Linked DNA regions of Gossypium hirsutum: region 1 is linked to region 2. A link is a contact called in public Hi-C data. All regions are on one chromosome and are shown on one strand. Each heading gives the region's core, a stretch centred on a gene start, on an enhancer-like site or on the middle of the called end of the contact. The rest is flanking DNA. Distances are from core to core; before and after follow the strand shown.

Region 1 (4,365 bases), core at 607-3,106, 73 kb after region 2:
ATATTGTCCTGTCTGTTAACATCTGAGCGTTGCTCAGTTGTGCTGGAACCTTGAAGCACTTGGCCTGCCACTTTTACTTACTACGCTACATCGCTTTGAAACAGAACCAAGTGAACCCTGTTATGAATCAACTTGGCGGTGGTGGACATATGCCTCAACTGCCACTGGTCATTCCATTTTCATCTTTTGATTAAATATCACGTTTGAAGTGTTTGGTCAAGTCAACCACCTTAATCAAAAGCAAGAAACACCTTACCCAAAACACACAAACATATGAGCTCGCCTTCGATTGTTCCTAAGTACTCGTGTAAGAGACCCACCATGACTTCATAATAACACCTAGAGGATGAAGAAGCTCAAAAGAAGCCTATAAAAATACCTCCCAAGAGAGGGGGATCAATCTATTACAGCCCATATGTTTCTTGGAATCATTTAACAAACTTCAGATAAGCCCAGAAAATGTAACATATATTACATGAACAAAACAACCACATGTTAAGGAAACTGATACTCCTTAGAACTCAAATCAAAGTCTGTTCTGTTTTGCTTCATGTCCTCATTTCTAACACAATTTTGTAGTATATTGAAGAAACGCAAAGGAAAAAAAACAGAAAAAAAAAGCAAAGATCAACTCTGAGAGTCATAGTGTTAACAGTTTTTGTGACCCAACCCAATCTGCAAACCACCAATTGTGGGATTAACACAGGTAGAAAACCAATCAAAATTTCTTGCTGCAAACGATGCAATGCAAGCATGTAAGATAATGATGAAGAATAAATGAAAAACAATGTACAGCCTTGGTTTCCAAGCTTTGACACCTCCATCAAAACACACAAAAAGAACTCAATCGTCGGCTTTAACAAGACTATCTTCTATATGTCGTACGAGATCAACATCAATATCCCCATCCCCATCACCGTCACCATCTTCATCACCATTGTCCACGCCCAAGTCCTCAACTTTGGCCTCATTTTCTTTTCTGGCCTTTTCCTTACGAGCAACAACGAGTAGATGTTCGAGGGATTCCCTTGCCCGTTTTCTTGCAAGCGCCGCCTCCCTTACCTTCCTGTCAGCCTCGGCCCATGCTACGGTAACGGCCTTCCCCATGGAAAAGGAGGCAATCTTGGCAGCGCAGAGCAAAGCGTGAGCGAGCTTCTTGTCGATCTTGTTGTCCTTGAGAGGAAAGAAAGAGAAAGAAGAGTCCTTACAAGGTGGGCAGAGGTAAGAGGTGAGAACGGTGTCGCCTGCGCAGTGAGAATGGGTGAGGGAGCAGCAATTGGAGCAGTTGACACGTTTGGAAGGATGGGGTGGGGAGCCGCCGTAGAAGGTAAAGCAAGCAGGGCAGAACGAGGAAGGGTGGAGGCGGAGGACACAGGCAGTGCAAAGGCGGCGTAGGATGCCTAAGTGGCGAACTTGGTGGATAAAGAAGGGAGAATGGCCACTGCAGTTGCTGCATTCTTTGGATAGTAATGGATTGTTGAGTTTGCTGGCGGCGGCGGTGGGGAGGGTCATGCCAATATTGCCATTCCTAGTACTCAAACCAGTAGCCATGGTGATCGAGGACCCCCTTCTCTGCCCTGCCCTCCTCTGGTTTGAGTCTTACAATGTTTAGTCTTTTTTCTTTGTTAAAACTATATTTAGGGTTTATTGTGTTTTAAGACTCATTTATTATTACTTACAAATATATACCAACTTTAAGTTCAACCATGCTGTCATTGGCATGGTTTAGGTTTAATATAATTATTATAATTTATAGACAATATTTAATAATATTTTCAGGTTTTTTTTTTTTAAAAAAAACCCTGCCCTATGACCTTAATTAAATTCGAAATCAAATCTCTAAATAATCGTTTTAGTCTTTTACCGTTCAAACTCAACCAACCTTTTATCATTTGTCATACACATTTTTCTGATTCTGTAGCAAAACTAAGGTTGTGTCTTCTTATTGATTTAAATACCTTTAGTACTACAGCCTCTAATGTCAGCTCTCTATATATTGCTTACTCATTACACAAAGCAAGCAAGTTTACAGCTTCTTTTGACTTCCCTCCATCTCAACATCCCCTACATTACAAGAAGCAGGTGCACCAAATGAAGAGCATTTCCACTGTATCTCATCCAAATACCATCTTTCCACCATCAGAGTTTCTTTTAGCTTAGCACATCCGTGGTTCACAAACTTAAACCAATCAATCTCTTCCTCAATATGCACCGACAAAAGATGATCAACTTTATGGTATCATTTATTACCTTCCAATCAACAGAGGTATAAATAGCTAGTTTAACCAACCATTAGTTTCCCTACTGATCACTGACATGTTCAATGACCAGAGCAGCCATTGCCCTCATCACTAATATAAACGCCGTTGCTTGCATGTACAGTATGTGATGCACTTGATCCTTAATGTGATCCCTATAAAACACCAACATATAAGAGGAATAATTGGTCGAATGGCGATATCAACACACTTTCAAGAAAGGAATAAAATCGACGGCTATTGCCATCCACAGAATTCTGCTAACAAATCAAAAATATTTCATCACATATGCTACAGAGCAATACGAGGGGACACAGATGGGTGAAAATGCAGAATATCCGCCAACTGGCTCATGTAAACCCTACAAAAACTTGTAGGTTCTAGTGCAGCACAGATATAATAAGCATGTGTTATACAAACAGTCGAACATTCTTCTTAAAGCTGCATGTAAAATTGCACATAAAAATGCTAAATACACAAGCCGTCTATTAAAAATAGGCTCTCTCCACAGAAACCAGTCTTAGATCAAATATGGAATCGAATGAAGCAATGCCACTATATTGATGTATTCAGTATCACTGATGCAAGCTTTAAAGAACAGAACACGAATACTCAATACGTACAGTTTACAACAATTTACAAGAGCTCTTTGCAAGTGGCCTTGTTGTGTCCAAGACCCTTGCACTTACTGCACTGGAGTTGGCGCTTCATTGCCTCCTGTAATCCAACTTTCTTTGTGGTAGGCCGACCTGGTGGACGACGTGTTGGTGGAGTTACAGTCATTACGGCTTCCGAATAATCATTCTGCATAGCCCAGTCCATATCTGGAATAGGCTTGACAGATTCTGCATAGGTTAATCTGTAGCTCTCAGTTGAAAAGTATCTTGAGCAATAATCATAAGGGCTTCGTCCAATGCAATTGATAACAGCAATAGCATGGCAGCATGGTAAACCAGTAAGTTGCCAACCTTTACAACTACAATCCCAACCATCCATGTCAACCACTTCAGTGGACTCACCTTGAACCTCAAATTCGCTACCAGTAGTCAGTTGCACTTGAAGGGCACTGACTTTCAAGCTCTCCTTTTCCAGCTTTTCCTCCATGGATGGAGTCAGCCTTGTTAACCACTGATCAGAATCGGTCCTACGGAAATAAATTAACTCCATAATCTCTCCCCGTATGACATCAACCATCTGTGTTATAGGTAATTCATCTGCATCTGATGCCCAGCTGTAAAAGAGTTCACCAAAGTTTGATTTCATATGGTTATATCTGGCACCCTGGAAAAGTGAATTTGCCCAATTCTGGGGCTCACTTTGCATGATCCAATTGTAAGCTTCCAGTGAAAGACTTTTGATGCCCTCAGTAATCTTATGAAACTCTTCAGGTCTAGGTGCAAAAGCTGCACGATAAAGGTCTTCAATCATGATACCTTTAACATCACGAGAAAACTGCCCTTTCAAGTCTCTAATGAGTTGCTCAGTTAAATAGTGCAGACAATAACCATGATAGGAATCCTTGAAAATTTCAGAGATTGACTCCCGCAAACCCTTCTGTCTGTCTGCAACAAATGTTAGAGGACAAGATGTTGACAGAGCTGATTTTAGTTGTGATAAAAACCAATGCCAATTATCATTGGTTTCTGCATCTACAAAAGCAAAAGCAACAGGAAATACAGAGTCATTTCCATCTGCAGCAGTTGCTGTCAACAATATGCCTTGATATTTGGACTTCAATGGTATGCTATCAAGGAAAAGGAGAGGCCTGCAACCTTGTACGAAACCGCTCAAAGAGGCATGGAATGCGATGAAGAGGCGTTGGAAACTCGAGTCTTCCTTAGTGGTGAATGTAGCAAGACTGCCAGGATTGGTCTCCATTATCTTGTCACACAAAAATGGCAACTGACCATATGCATCCTTATATGAACCCTGAAGCTGCTCCTTGGCAATTTCTTTCCCACGCCAAGCCTGGCAGTAGTTCAGTTGTATTCCATATTCTTGTTTAATGTCATTTACAATGTCCTTGGGTTTGTAATCTGGAAAAATTTTCAACTTCTCCTTGATAATACTGGCTACCCAGCTTTGATGCCCAACTGTCACAGCGGAC
Region 2 (4,683 bases), core at 48-2,547:
CATCTAAACATACCACTTCTAACATTCTAATTCATCCAACCAATATGTCATTCGAATGCACCACATTTATACCAAAACATCATTAATCAAATCTAAGCAATATAGCCACCTTTCAAGCATAAGATCTAATTTATTTAACTACCAAATAACATCACATATAACCATTTACATATCATCACAAACATGCCAAAAAGCACCATATAATCCAAGTACTTAAAAATGGCCAAAATAACCATTCCAAAACATGTCACCATACCATATACTATTTAGAACCTATAAAGTATGTGTAGAAAGCCCGATTTGCCCGGGGCCCAATAACCAAAATAAAACCAATTATTAAACCAAAAGTCCAAAGAATAAAACCAAATTAATAGTCTATCATCAAAGTCCAAATCTTTTAAACAATCCAATTTTAACCAGTCCAGGGCCCAAAATTATAACCTAAATTACAAATGGTCCATAGCTCAAACCCAATACAAGCCCAAATAAACCTAGGCCTAAAATACAACGGCCCAAACGGCCCAAAATACTTTAGAAACAGAAACCCTAGGGTTTCTACCTTTAACGCTGCAGCCAGGCTCCAGCCCACAGCGTCGTACGGACTCTTGGCACCACAGCCACGCCCACGCCTCCGTACGCCAATGCACAACCCCGTACATGTGCCACGCACACCCCGTACCTGCAAGCAAATACAAAAACCACAGCACAGCAAAGAGGGAAAAAACAAAAAGAAATTGTATTTTTCTTTTCATTTTTTGTTTCGGCTATAAAAGTCATGTAGTGATCAATGTATTTTTTTTACGCACACTGAAATACGCATATTGAAATAGAAAGAAAAGCCACCGATATTGAAAGGTGATTTCTGATTCAAATTTCTGAGATTTCTTTTTCTTCTTTGCTCAGTTTCTTTCTTTCTGGATCTTTTGTTCTTTCGCATTTGAATGTATAAAAGAAAAAGGAAATGAAACTTACCTTGTAAATATGCCATGAGATCTCTTCTGCTTCGTTGAAATTGAGGTACGAGGGGAGATGAAGGCAGAAAGAGAACCACTTTGAGACTTGAACAGGTTGATTGTCTTTCATTGTGGTGGATTGACATTGTAGAGGAAAGATTAGGGTTCGGTTGAAGGAAATGAAATGGGGAGGCTAGGGTTTTAGTTCAGCCGAATGGAAGCATTGTTTAGCCATTATAAAGAACCAAAAACGACGTCGTTTTACCCAATTTCAATGGTTTAGAAATGATGCCGTATTAACCATACCCGACCCAATCCGGTTCTTCGCCCCTGGGATCCGCGCGTTTCTGTGGAGAGGGGTAATTACGCGCGAGGTCCTCTCTTTTTGTACGATTGCTCAATTGCGCCTAATGCATTTCACTTTATTTCTTTTAAAATTTGGCCTTTTAATTTACATTCGTTTGCAATCAAGCCTGCGTCACAACGCATCATTTTGGAATCCGGGGTATTTCCCCGTTTGGTCCCTGAAAATTCGCATGTGTGACGCGCTAGTCCTTTTTTATTATTTTTTATTTTTATGTCCTACCTTATTTGTAAATTATACCTTTTATTTTTAATTAGTTGTAATTGAGTTTTCTATTGATATAACTTATTATTTTTAAATTCGCTTAATATTTTTTATACGTGTTGATCCATTTTAATAATTTTGGTTTGTCTTTATTTGTATAATTATTTTGAAGTCTCTTTGTACAATATTTCTTTAAATATTCTATATATTTGTACATGTATTATTTTAATGGAAGTTTTAATTTGTAATGCTTATTATTTTAAGGTTTCTAATATTCTCATATGTGTTGAGCTATTTTGATAACCTTATTTTGTTTCATCATTTGGAAGCTATTTTTTTACATCAAATTATTTTAAAATTTTTTTAATAATACTTCATTCAAATGTTTTTTTATGTATGTATACATATGATTCATAGTAGAATTAATTTGATCCTATATACATATTTAATTCCATGTTATTTATATTTCATATAGTTGCTTTTAAATTATTTATGTATATATATATATGCTTTTTAAACTTGTTATGTGTATAGTTTATTTCCTAAGATCATATTTTATTATATACCTTTGCTATCCCTTCATATTTTAAGTATATTTAACTTATCTTTTATTATGTGTATGTTGTCAATTTTAAATAAATGTATTTTTTAAAAAACATTTTGTATATTATTTGATTCAAATGACTTCATTTTATAACATCTATTTTAATGATTATCCATATATTTTTAGTTTTTTTTTATAGGAATGATTTCAAGTTCTAGCATGTGTTATTTGCTCATCAATTCATCATTTTTTAAAATTATTTCGTATCATATTAGTTTTATGTTGTTTTGTACATTATGTGTTAATTGTTTTTATATTATCTCATGTATATTTGTTGCACATCGTTTATTCGTTTTCTTATGTATTATTAATCAATTGTTGTTCATTCATGCTTGTAAATTTGGTTATATTGTTCGTTGATTAGTTATATTTTATTGTTTGTTTTGTCAATTGGCTCCATAAATTTATATTATTTTTATTCACCGAGTATAGTACATTATTCATGCATGTTACCCCATGTTTTCATCTTTTTCTCTTGGTTTACAAATGTCGTTTTATAATGCTCGACTCTTTAAAATAAATTATTCTATTTTATTTCAAGTCAAATTAATGCGTTTTAAGCTGGTCTTATAATTATTCGTTTGAAAATTTCTTAAAACGAAGGCAATATTTGATGTTTGGAAGGAATCATGCCCTATCGTGCTGGGTTTCGATTTCTCATTTGTTCAAAATAATCGAATATTCCTTTAGAATTTCACTCGTGTTTTCTAAATTCTAAAACAAGGCAATGTTTGATGTTTAGAAATTCGGGGAATCATGCCCTATCGTGCTGGGTTTCGATTATCCGTTTGTTCAAAATAATCAAATATTCCTTTAGAATTTCACTCGTGTTTTTTAAATTCTAAAACAAGGCAATGTTCAATGTTTGGAAATTTGGGGAATCGTGCCCTACCGCGCTGGGTTTCAGTTTTTCGTTGGACTAAATAATTGGGCATCCTTTTGTAATTTTCAACATATAAACTTTTGGAAGTAAAAAATTTATCGTATTTTCAAGGGTATAAAGGGTCGTGTCCTATCGTGCTGGATGTGATGCTTTATTCCTTTGAAACAAGAGAATTTCGACGACCAACTTGAGCCATTCAAATGTTTTAAAAGGAGCCATATTTCAAAAATAGCTTTAAATCTTAGACATAAGGACATTATCTAATCAATTTGGTACCAATTTTGGGCATAGCGAGGGTGCTAACCCTTCCTCCTACGTAACTGGCTCCCGAACTCGTTTTCTCAAATTTCGTAGGCCAAAATAGATTTAAATGGAATAAAATATATTTTAAGGTGATCCAATCACACCAAAACAAAAGATTGGTGGCGACTCCACGTTTTGTTTTCAAAAATTCGATCCCCGTCGTTAAAAAAATAAAAAATATGGTTTTGACAGTATGCATGAGGTTTCATTCACCTATATTTGCAACTATTATTCATGTCAACATTTACCTTATCAACCACAACAAGCGTGATACAACTCAAGACAAGAAATTTCACCTAAATAGCCTTTCAACCTTATTACATGTCATTTATAACCATTAACCAAAATAACCAAAAATACCAATATGTCGAATAGATAGTGTGGCGATACTTCGACGAGATTCCAACTAGCTGAGCTTCCCAATAATCTACAAGATAGAGGAAACGATTACGTAAGCATTTAATGTTTAGTAAATTCATATAAGCGAAACTTAACTTACCAATCATATTAATTTAAACAACCAAACCTACTATCGTCAAATCGTATGCCAAACTTCCTCTCCTATACATATCATCTCATAAGTGATCGCGATTTTCGTGACAGGTAAGTTTTAAATATTTATAATTAATCATTCTTGAAATTAACTATTATCGCGATGCAGGCAAGTGTACCTATCGAACAGTAGTATAGTTTTAGCAAGACTGGATTGTCGAACCTAAAGGAACTAAAAATACTAGTAATGACTATCTTTTTATTATCTAGCCTAAGAATAAGAGGGTTTTGTTTTAACTAACTAATTAACTAATCTAAGAATTCACAGAGAATGGAATTGGGGGATTACTTTTGGAAAATGATTGAATTAAGACAATACCTAAGGAAAAATCCACCTAGACTGTACTTATTATTCTGGCTCCGAATCGGACGATTTATTCATTTAACTTGTTCCGTGGAGATCCCTAAGTTATGTTATTATCCCTATTCAAGACTAATAACGTTTAATCCCTAAATTGAATAATTGAGATTTTTCTCTAATTAACACCCTAGGGTTGCATTAACTCGATCTATGGATCCCCTTATTAGGTTTCACCCTAATCCGGCAAAATCTTGTCACCCTATGTCTAGGCGCGCAAACAACTCCGCTTAATTATGACAAATGTACTCTTAGACATGGTCTATTCCTCCTCTGAATAAGAGCTTATCTTGAATCAATATCCTGGGATATCAAAACAAGAATTAAGAACACATAATTAAGATCAAGTTAAATATTTATCATACAATTCAGAAAATAATAACAAGATTTGTCTTAGGTTTCATTCCCCTTAGGTATTTAGGGGATTTAGTTCATAACTAAAAAGGAAAACATCTCAGAAGA

What was found. A called contact is a pair of places that touch in the nucleus more often than the background predicts.
Region 1: a Hi-C map of hypocotyl shows a contact between it and region 2, with 2.0 times the contacts expected there. The contact joins the promoter of LOC107893501 here to the enhancer-like site in region 2. A contact is called at or near these places in 10 of 34 Hi-C or Micro-C datasets (anther, callus, cotyledon and 3 more).

Annotation. Positions count from the first base shown.
Region 1 is chrA13:105,196,202-105,200,566 of Gossypium_hirsutum_v2.1, forward strand. It overlaps LOC107893501, which reads right to left and starts at 1,857. Exons shown (of 1, transcript XM_016818514.2): 1 at 448-1,857. The coding sequence starts at 1,551. The coding sequence ends at 844. It overlaps LOC107893500, which reads right to left. Exons shown (of 4, transcript XM_041085571.1): 3 at 2,882-4,365; 4 at 2,186-2,413. The coding sequence ends at 2,895.
Region 2 is chrA13:105,123,559-105,128,241 of Gossypium_hirsutum_v2.1, forward strand. No RefSeq gene overlaps it. Among protein-coding and RNA genes, the nearest start is that of LOC121213110, 29 kb to the right of the region's middle. Within about 2 kb of position 1,298, at least 9 of the 9 cell types and tissues checked have an H3K27ac peak or open chromatin away from gene starts, as enhancers often do. A contact at or near this core is called in cotyledon, hypocotyl and leaf, where this site is marked.